Linked DNA regions of Zea mays: region 1 is linked to region 2. Evidence: chromatin contacts called from public Hi-C data. All regions are on one chromosome and are shown on one strand. Each heading gives the region's core, a stretch centred on a gene start, on an enhancer-like site or on the middle of the called end of the contact. The rest is flanking DNA. Distances are from core to core; before and after follow the strand shown.

The links. A called contact is a pair of places that touch in the nucleus more often than the background predicts.
Region 1: a Hi-C map of tassel shows a contact between it and region 2, with 2.2 times the contacts expected there. The contact joins the promoter of LOC100280505 here to the promoter of LOC100273412 in region 2. A contact is called at or near these places in 3 of 25 Hi-C or Micro-C datasets (ear, tassel and an unstated tissue).

What each region holds. Positions count from the first base shown.
Region 1 is chr1:270,656,097-270,661,250 of Zm-B73-REFERENCE-NAM-5.0, reverse strand. It overlaps LOC100280505, which reads right to left and starts at 2,538. Exons shown (of 14, transcript NM_001153425.2): 1 at 2,461-2,538; 2 at 2,278-2,363; 3 at 1,776-1,904; 4 at 519-638; 5 at 322-447. The coding sequence starts at 2,484.
Region 2 is chr1:270,363,014-270,367,932 of Zm-B73-REFERENCE-NAM-5.0, reverse strand. LOC100273412 (Alkaline phytoceramidase (aPHC)) reads left to right here and starts at 2,849. Exons shown (of 2, transcript NM_001147849.1): 1 at 2,849-3,969. The coding sequence starts at 3,713.

The DNA of each region.
Region 1 (5,154 bases), core at 1,289-3,788, 290 kb before region 2:
TTGAAATGACTTCATCATATGATAAGAAAATAATAAATATCCGCTATAAAAAGAAATAATGAAAGGACGTGCTTTTAGATTTATAGAATTGTGATTTTACTTTGGATGTGACTCTGTGAGGACCACAAAGTGCAGTCCACAGATTACATGCAAGTTTGAAGGTTACCATGTAGGATATTTGATAAACCTATACAATTTTTGTGATAAGCCAAAATTCCAGGCAAGATATAGCTGTACACATAGTGACAATAAAAATAGGTATTCAGAGCACAATCACCTAGTACACTTGGAAAGAACATGGTAATTTTAAACAAAGCATACCTGCGGCAGTTATGGATTCGTTTGACCTCAACACGTTCACCGTCAACAGCAGGTAATGCCGCAAACAGATGCACCATTGTAAGGCAGTCATCCAAGTCACGAAGAGCATCAACGAATGTTGGATACCTGTTTGATAAAAAAAGAACAGTTAATGCGACATAGAGAGAGTATTTGATGAACTCATGTATACTTGATACCTTTCAAGGACAAGCCTATCAAGCTTGTAAGTTGGTGGCCGATTCAACAGCCTGTCTGCAAGATCCCTGTTTTTCTTAGCAACAGCCTTTTTAACCTTCCTTCGATGGACCTTAATCTCCCTGAAAACAAATAAAATACGAATACCATTAAGGCTTCTGTCTGTTGTCTTTTTGCTATTAACTTTTGTTATAATTTTTTAGCTTCTCAGCACACCAAAAACTAGAAAAACTCCTCAAAGCATGCTTTTCAGCTTTTAGTTCATTTTCTCCGAAGCCAGCTTTTCAAATGCCAGCTTTAGAGCTAGGCTGTTTTGTTTCAGCTTCTAGATTTTGGCTGGTCCTTAGCATGATCTTGTTCATATACTCTAATCGCTCCTAGAGAAAACAAAATACAGTATGGCAGCAGTAGTAAAATTATAAAGTTTTGCAACACTGCTAATCACATAGAGCACCTATACCAAGATTTATATCATAAACAGCCGAGTAACTAAGACACCAGTAGTTCATCTAACGAAAAGGCAGTAAGATATTTATCACCAAAAACAAGGAACGAAGATGGCAAGAGGCTACCACTCTTAGGGCCAGTAAGAAGCAGAAGCTGAAACAAACAGCGTGCTTCTAAAGCTTCTTTTGTGGATTTTGATATGATGTAATCGTTACGCTAGTGAAATTACATATGTTATACACTTCATCATACAGAAGTTTAATCTAAAATCAGCATTTCCAAAGTCATCATCCAGAATAGTTTTTTAAAAAATTATAGGACATTACAAAAATTCCAAAATTGTAGCATTATGGGCAAGCGTACACGATGCACAGCTAATGGCCTTTGTTGCCCACGCTATGTTTGTTTCATTCTTTCAATTGAAAATATAAATTTTCACCCGACATGGCTGAAAAGGGAGATAGACTAATACACAAAATAAGGTGCTCTTGATTCATAAAACCAAACAAATTAAGGTTCAGGTTAACTAGCATGAATAAGTGGATGTTCAGATCAGCTGTTCAGCCCTTTAAAAGATTAGTTCATTAAAAATGCTGTTACCATCCTAGAAAAAAATGACCGTTACATCTTGACTCATCTTTCTTTAGTTGCAAGTGAATATTGTTTATCATTTTTCTAGTTTTTTTTGGTAAAAAACGAATAATCGTTTAGTCAAAGTTGGTTAAGTTCAGCCTATTGTTAAAAAAACAAGGTACTAAATAGCGGTTGTAGTGATCGCTATAGTGGCACAAATATTTGGTATGAAAAGTTACCTGAACTTCTCGATCAAAGGGTCATGAGCGAGGAATGCAATATCCTTTGTGTGGTAGTAGGTCTTGTGGTTCCCTTCCACCTTCTTCTTTGGCTGACGTGGAAAGACACCCTTTAGAATGCATAGCTTCCTGCGATAAATAGGAAAATGTCAACAAAAAATGAGTTCAAGGATTCAAACTACTACCTCCGTTCTTGAATATTTGTCGCCGGCTAGTTCATTTTTGAACTAAAACACGACAAATAAAACAGAACGGAGGGAGTACCATCTTAAGTAATATATGTGGCACACCAGCCACGTACTAAGACAGTGGCTACATGAAGGGCATAACAAATAGTAGTAATTAAGCTCAATGGACAAAGTAACTGCAAAAATGACTAAATTTCCCAATTACAGCATATATGGTTAAGCATCAGCATCCCACGAGCTTATTCAACATAGTACGCCGTCTAGATGACGGCTCGCCGGCAATATAGAGTATTAATCGGGAGATAGTGACGAACCTAAAGATTGCGAGGCTAACTTGCAGGTAGTTGACCGCCTTGGTCCTCGTGATGTACTTTGCCGCATTCCCTTCCTTCTTCTTACCCTAAGACATAGTAAGAACAGCACGTCAGAGACCACGGCACAACACAAAGGAAAGGTCCTTTGAGAGGCAGGGAGAACCAGGGAGATGAGACGATTACCGCAGGGCGGTAGTGCTTCGGCATCGTGGCGGCGGCGCAGGTCGCTCCCCGTGCTGGAAAAGGGAGGGGAAAAGAGAGGAGGAGATGGGTTTTAGGGTTTTGGTTTATATGCCGGCGGGCGGAGGCGGATGAGACGGAAGGGAGGGGGGTCCAGCGACAGAGGAGCCAGCGGCATGCCGTGGCGCTGGCTTGGGAAAAATTTGCTATTTTAGTATTTTTAACGTGGGCTAAATGTTATTATGTGACCCTCTGTTTATGACTTGTGGGACCATCTGTGTCTATGATTTGTAGGCCTGAGTCTAAAATAGAGAAGTTCACAACTGAGAGTGACAAAATAGCAAATTTCCTCTTGCTTGGCGCGGGCGCGGGTCCGGGGGTAAGAGAGGGAAAGGACGGAGGCGCAGGTATACGTGGCCAATGGGCTGTGCCGGGCCAGCACGGCCCGAACCCGTCATGGGCCAAGCCAAATTAGATGGGCCGAGTCACGGCACTATTAATTGTCGGACCGTGCCGTGCCGTCACTTAGGCCTACGCCGCAGCCCAAGCCCGGCACTATTGGCTTTAATCGGGCTGTGTCGGGCCATAGTGTCGTGCTGGGCTTTCGTGTCGTGCTGGCCCTATACCCACATCTCAAACATCCATGCAAATAGCAAATATGTATGTAATACACAGGTTCGACAATCAAGAATACAATATACAACCATACAATACACTAATTTGTTCTCAACACAGCCATAGTGCCATACAAATACAAGTATACAATCATCAGGCATAGTGCTTTATAAAGAAACATAAGCATACAATAAACATAAGCATACAATCAACCATAGTGCCATACAAGTACACAATAAACATAAGCATTCAATCAGCCATAGTGCCATATGAAGGGGAATTAGTCGATGGCGGCGTTGCTGCAGTAAAGGAGGCGGGAGCAGGAACAGGACGTAGTGCCGCGGGAGAGACGAGCGAGCGCCGAACCCGCTCCCTCTGCTGAGCACTCGATGCTTGGCACGGTGGAAGAGATCCGAGCACCTCCTCACGAGTCTCCATTAGAGGGCTTATGGGCGGCTGGCGCTTGGCGCCTTGGCGGACTGCGGTGGCCGTTGGACGGCACGCCGCACGCGTGCGGTACTGCGGTGGGCCGATGGGGCGTGGGCATTGCTGCGCCGCATGGCCGCGTGGGCGTGGAGCACTGGAGCCTGGCGAGTGGGCGCGGCGGCTGTTGGCTGGCGAAGTGGGCGGCTGGCGAGGTGGCGAGGGAAGCGGGCGGCTGGCGAGGTGGGCAGGTAGCGAGGGAAGCCGGCGGCTGGCGAAGTGGCGGCTGGCGGCTTAGGGTTAGGTTTTCGGCCAACTGCGCTGCGAGCTGCGGTCGTGCGTACTGCGCTGCGGTCTGCGGAGTGCTGTGTGCCGGCCGCCGGTTAATATGTGTTAGGGATTTAGGGTTAGGCGGTTAGCTCTGTGCACTGCTGCGGCCTGCGTACGGTCGGACTGCGGAAGACTGGGCCGTTTGGGCGCTGGCGCGCTCCACGCTGCCGACTTGCCGAGTTAATTATATTGGGCTGCCTGGTAGTGGTAGTCGGGCCGTAAATGGACCGGGTCGGGTCGTGCTGGGCTTTCTGGGCCGAACGGGCCAATCAACAGGCTAAATGGGTCGTCGCTAATCGTGTTGTGCTCGTGCTGCCCAATGGGCTTGCCTCTAAGCCCAAGCACAGTCCATGATGGGCCTCGTGCCGGCCCGGGCACGATAATATTGTGTCGTGTCGTGTTCGTGTCGTGCCAAAATAGTCGTGTTTCGTACTAGCCCATATAGCCCGGCCTGTTTGGCCACCTATAGGCGCGGGTCGGTGTGAAGGGGTAAGAGATGGCCACGGGAGCCCGGCCCGTTTTGGAAATCATATTGAATCAATAGTGCGACTGAGAAATAGGAAAGTTACATAAAAAACTATATTTGTTGTACTGCAATGAAAATTATATACAACTGGTTAGAAACAGAAATAAAACCAACTGTCAGACTTCTACTAAAAGCTATGTCAGCCTGCTGTTTGTTACTTTTTACTTTGAAAAGGGATCAACACTGTTTGACACTATTAGAACATTATCACGTCCATAACCCCAAAGGTAGTGATCTAGCATTACATAAGTTCTAGCAGTGAACTAAGATGTTGATGAAACATTTCAGCCATTGAGCAGCCGAGAAAAGTCAGATGTAAATGAACAGGGCACCTCATATTTTACCTGAACTGGCCACATTATTGAATGTCACTAAAATCGTGATGAGGGGAGGGGATGAAATGAAAAGATCTCAACAGAATTCAAGAGAATTGGGGACCAATGATAGCACCCAAACTTGATGGGTATGATTTATCCAATTATCCTAAAGAAGCACAAGGCAACAACTCATGATCAAACTAACTTGGCTGTTTCGCATGATAATTTGCATGGCATTATCTCTACTACTCTATATGTTCTTAGAGAGGGCGTCCACCAGGGCTTCAACATGCCTCCACTCGACATCCCGCCCTCGCCCTCTCCCGCGCGGCAATCTCGCATCGCTCCCCCTCGGCAATCTCGCATCGCGACGTGCCCTCCCTGTAATGTCCCCCTTGCCCCCACCGCGGCGGCCTCGTCACCTTGTGGAAAGAGAGGTTGCGGGAGTGGTCCCCCGCGAGCACGGCGACGCGGCGGACGGCCAGC
Region 2 (4,919 bases), core at 1,600-4,099:
CTATTTGAACTCATTACTGTGTGAGCAAATGTTTTCTGGGCAAATTCCTGGGCAAGCAGCAAGCAGAAATGGAGGTAGCAGCAAATTCCTCGCTTTTCGGCAAATACTAGCTGCTATTCTTTTCGGCAACTTCCTGGGCAAACACTAGCTGCTATTCTTTTCGGCAACTTCCTGGGCAAACAGCAACCCATTTTCTGGGCAACCAGCAAGCACCAAGCACGCATGGGTTTCCAGCCTTTTGTTGATACTGCTACAAATGGAGCAAGCAACAGAAAATGAGTTCAAATAGACAGAATAGCAGCTAGTATTTGAACTCATTACTGCACTCATGGAGCAAGCAACAAAAAATGCTTGTTGTTCTGTTAACAGAAAATGGGCAAGTAGCTGCGCAGCAAGCACTCATGGACCAATGCTTGCAAGCACCAGTGCTTGCTTTTCTGTCACAGATAATGGTTTAACATGACCACTCTTGCTTCAAAGTAGATCAAACAATAGAACAGAACTAGTCATTTCATTTCATAGAAGATAACAGGTACTTCATTTCATTTCATAGAAGATAAGTACCCACAAGTAGTTCAAGATGTCTTACAATTTGGAAATCACGCATTACAATACCATAGCCATTGCTACACTGATCTAGTTCATCTTAGTGAACTCATTACAAAAGAACTACACAAGCCAAAGTTACACTGATCTATCCCAGATCTCATTGTAATTAAGCCCCCACTTAGCACAGTGCTCAGCAAGTGTCTCGACTTCTAATGGTTGATTCATTATTTCTCGGTCACGGAATACGTCCTCCCACACCGCAGTATCTTCACTAGCATAGCCAGCTTCTAACATACTTGTTGGATCCATCATCGAGACCTGGCAGTCAATTGCAGTTACTTCAAGCATTTCAGCTATCTCGTCCATTGAACGAGCTACTTGAGTCAGCTTGAAACCGTCTACAACATCTTCATCTGTGTAGCACAAAGAGGCAGTTTCTTGAAGTTTCTTAGCCGTATCACTCATTTGAGACATGGCATATCTGAGTGCTTGCGCAAGTTTTTGGTTCACCTGAAAACAAAATTAACATTAGAATATGGACAGCCATTGGTGCTACAACTGAACAATGAACCACATACCATGAAATGAACCACATACCATGAAATGAACCAAACTGGCTGACACATGCATATGCCCTCAGTTTTTTTTAAAAATCATCATATGTACTAGGCAGTTGTAAACATCATAGGGCAACTACTAATTTGAACTCAACTGCAAAAACAGGCTGAAAACATCCACAACAGTCAGACTGCCAAAGTGAGCTGAGGGTTCAGGGTCATCTTTGGAAACCAGCAAACAGGCTGAAAACAGCCATATCAATAATACTGAACTGGAGAATTTTGCAAACATGGCACAGCCATAGCCCTCAGTCATTTTTTAGAATAAAAAGAACAAGTGTGTAGTATACAGTTTACTAATTTCAAAGAAAACCTCACAGGGCTAATCAAGTAGATCATCTTCCATTAACACAAGCATCAGGTAAATTTCTTCAATTAAACAGCATGAAACAGGCTGAAACAGCCATAGCCCTCAGTATTTTCTTAACATAAAAAGAACAAGTGTAGTATACAGTTCACTGTTTTCAAATAAAACATCACAGGGCTAAGCAAACTGTTAATCTCAACGCACAAGCCCCTGGTCAAATTATTCAATGAAACAGCAACAAACAGGCTCAAATAGCCATAGCCCTCACAAATTTCATCGCATCAAAACAACAAGTGTAGTATTCAGTTGACTATTTTCAAAGATTTCATCACAGGGCTAAGCATTTCCTCACTTCAAATTTCCTCACTTCACATTTCCTCACTTCACATTTCCTCACTTCACATTTCAATCACAGGGCATAAGTTTAAGAATACAAACCTCAGAATATTTGGCCACTGTCTCCTTAGCACAATCGACGGCTGCAGTCGCCTGTTTGTAAGATCGCAAAGCACTATTTTCCGCAGCTACAGCGGATTCAAGAACATCCAGAGTAGAAACCACATCGTTACCTAACGAAAATGTGGCGCAATAATCACCAGCAACAATACTCGCGGCAGCAGAAGCTTTCAGTGTGTCACGGGCTGCAACAGCCGCCAAGGACAACTTCTGGGCACAATGCTCGGCGGCAGAATCCATGCCGGCTTTCTAATCTGCAAACCCTAGGGTTACAGAACAAGGAAAGCTCACCAGCGTCGGAGGTCGGCAATGGAGCACGGGCGCAGGAACCGGCGAGGCAGGTAAGGGCGAGATCCGGACGAGGACATGGCTCGAATGCACCCAGTGCGCGGAGACGAACAGAGCAGCTCGAGGAAGACGACGGCCAGGGCGAGAATAAGGAGGAGAGGAGACAGGGAGAATGGAATACGAGAGACTCACGGGCGACGGTAGAAGAACGGACGGCGACAAGTTTCTAACGGCGCGAGGGTAGCACGGGCACTGCACAAGGGCTAAACACCATTAAGCGCGCGCGATGCCAAATTTACAATTGGAGGGAGATTTCAGTGCCACCCGTTCAATTGCCACGACGGCGGTGCCAAAAGTTTGAAGCCCGCCGTAGACAGTGTCATGTTTGCAAAATTCTCTTTCTAATGGCATGGGAAGCTGGAAGCTCTCGCCTCTCGGCAGGACCTGTGGCTGTGATGGGCCTTAAACTTTGTGCAGCCCACGTCACTTTGACATAGCTATCGTTGGATCAACAGCGGATGGGGTAGATTAGCTGACTGCTCTGTTGCGTCATCGAGGTGGAAGTTAGAGATCTGATTCCGCCCCACAGCATACCTCTCACGGTCTCCGTTCCCCTGCCGACGAGTGGGCGGCCGCTGCCGCCGGCTTACGGAAGGTGTGATCTCCATCTTCGGGACGTTCGCCACCGGAGCACCCACTCCTTTTCTTCCGTTCACGCTGTGCGAAACGGATCATCCAAAAACCAGCTATTTGTATCTGGATCTGATCCAATTTCAATTTGTGGTATACATGTATTGTGTCTACAAACTATTTTTCGTTTGTTTTTTTGCAAAAATATTTTTCGTTTGTCTACAAACAATTTCAATTGTAGTACACCCATGTCCTTTACCCGTGCACACCCTTGCGCTGCCTGCTGCGGTTATCCCATATTTGTTGTGGAGCGTGTGCCGGGGGAATTTGGTTTGGATGTGGTTGGGATCGAGGTATACTCTAGATTAGGGTTCGAAGTTCTCATATGACCTGTGTGATGTGGTAGATTCGATGTTAGAGTGTCGATGAAAGTTGTCTCTGAGTTTAGTTTTGCACATGAGTATTGAATATTTGCAGGTGTTTCTCTGAGTTTACTTCTACACATGTCAATTATTGAGTATTGGTAGGTATGATTGTCTATCTCTTGCTAAGGAAATTGTTTAGGTGTTCTATGATAGTGTTTGACTTTAGATTGCCTATTTTGAAGGGACACTTTCAGCGACAGTATTTAATTTGGTGTGTTGCCAGAAGACCTGGCTCTGAATTATCTTTCTATTTCTTTGATTATCACAGGGAACTCTACTAATAGTATGCTGGATTAGCACGATTAAACTGAAGTATGACAAATTTGCATATCATCCTTGCAGGTTATTTCTTTGGCGCACTCATGATTTAGCACCAGCCAAATTGACCTTTAACTCTGGTGACATAAGCTGTTGCTAGGGTAGCAAATCAAGAGCTAAGAATGGCAGATTCAATGGTAGCAAGCTTCTGGGGGCCTGTGACATCAACGACTGAGTTGTGCGAGGAGAATTATGCACACTCGTCATATATCGCAGAATTCTACAATACCATCTCTAATGTCCCATGCGTTCTTTTGGCACTTATTGGATTAGTGAATGCTTTCTGCCAAGGTTTTGAGAAACGATTTAGTGTCCTGCACATATCCAATATGATACTTGCTATTGGGAGTATGATTTTCCATGCCACCTTGCAACTTCTGTAAGTTTTCTCTTAAATTGACAGTTTTTTATGTTTATGTGAAATGACACTTTTAACTTTGTGGTTACTGGTACCTACATGAGAAACTGTTATAAGGGCTTTATTCTTTTATCCAAAGCACTTGATCGAGTTCTGCTCGTTATGTAATGGCCTTGTGCATTGTATTCGGGTGTTGTTTGTCTGCTATGCTATACCTTCTTTTGGTGCTATGAATTACGTATGTTTTTTTAACCTACACCCTTCTGTCACAAGAACATGTCATTTAAGACAAGATTTGGTCAAACCTTAATATAAACACAAACATAAATAGCTTTCAAATTATTGAGTTCGGAAACATACAATTCGTATAAAAAACCTAGAAGTAATTAGGCCAAAGGTACACACATCAAAGACCATTACTCAAATGTGACTAAGTATTTTTTGACTGGAGGGGGTATGTCGTATGTATTAAAGTTAGAACTGTTGATACCATTTTGGGAAACGGTCATTTGCATAGAATGGAAATAATTTATCCATCTAGCCATTTTTCGTATAAAACTGCACAAAAGATGATATGTTCATCTGTTATAAAAATGTGTGAGCCATTAATTGTAAGGAGTTTTCTAATTTGATGCTCCATCAAGAACATCCGCATTATTTATCTTTCTCGAATATCCAACCTTTTGCTTTTCTCTGTAGAATTATAGATATGGAGCTCATCCAATGTTTCATTTTTTTTGTATATAAAAAATTCTGTTGCACATTTGACTGGCTTCTTTTATTTTGCACAATCTTGTCTAGTATTATATATTTTGACTCAAAATCGGAAGATAACTATCCCTTGGATTGTGTGCATATTCAGTAGATGAACTTTCAGAATATTTAGATACTCATTAAGGGGATGAAGCCAGGAAAAATTATTTGGGGGTGGGAATATAGCCATTTTTAACTAGCTAGAGGGCTAAACTTAT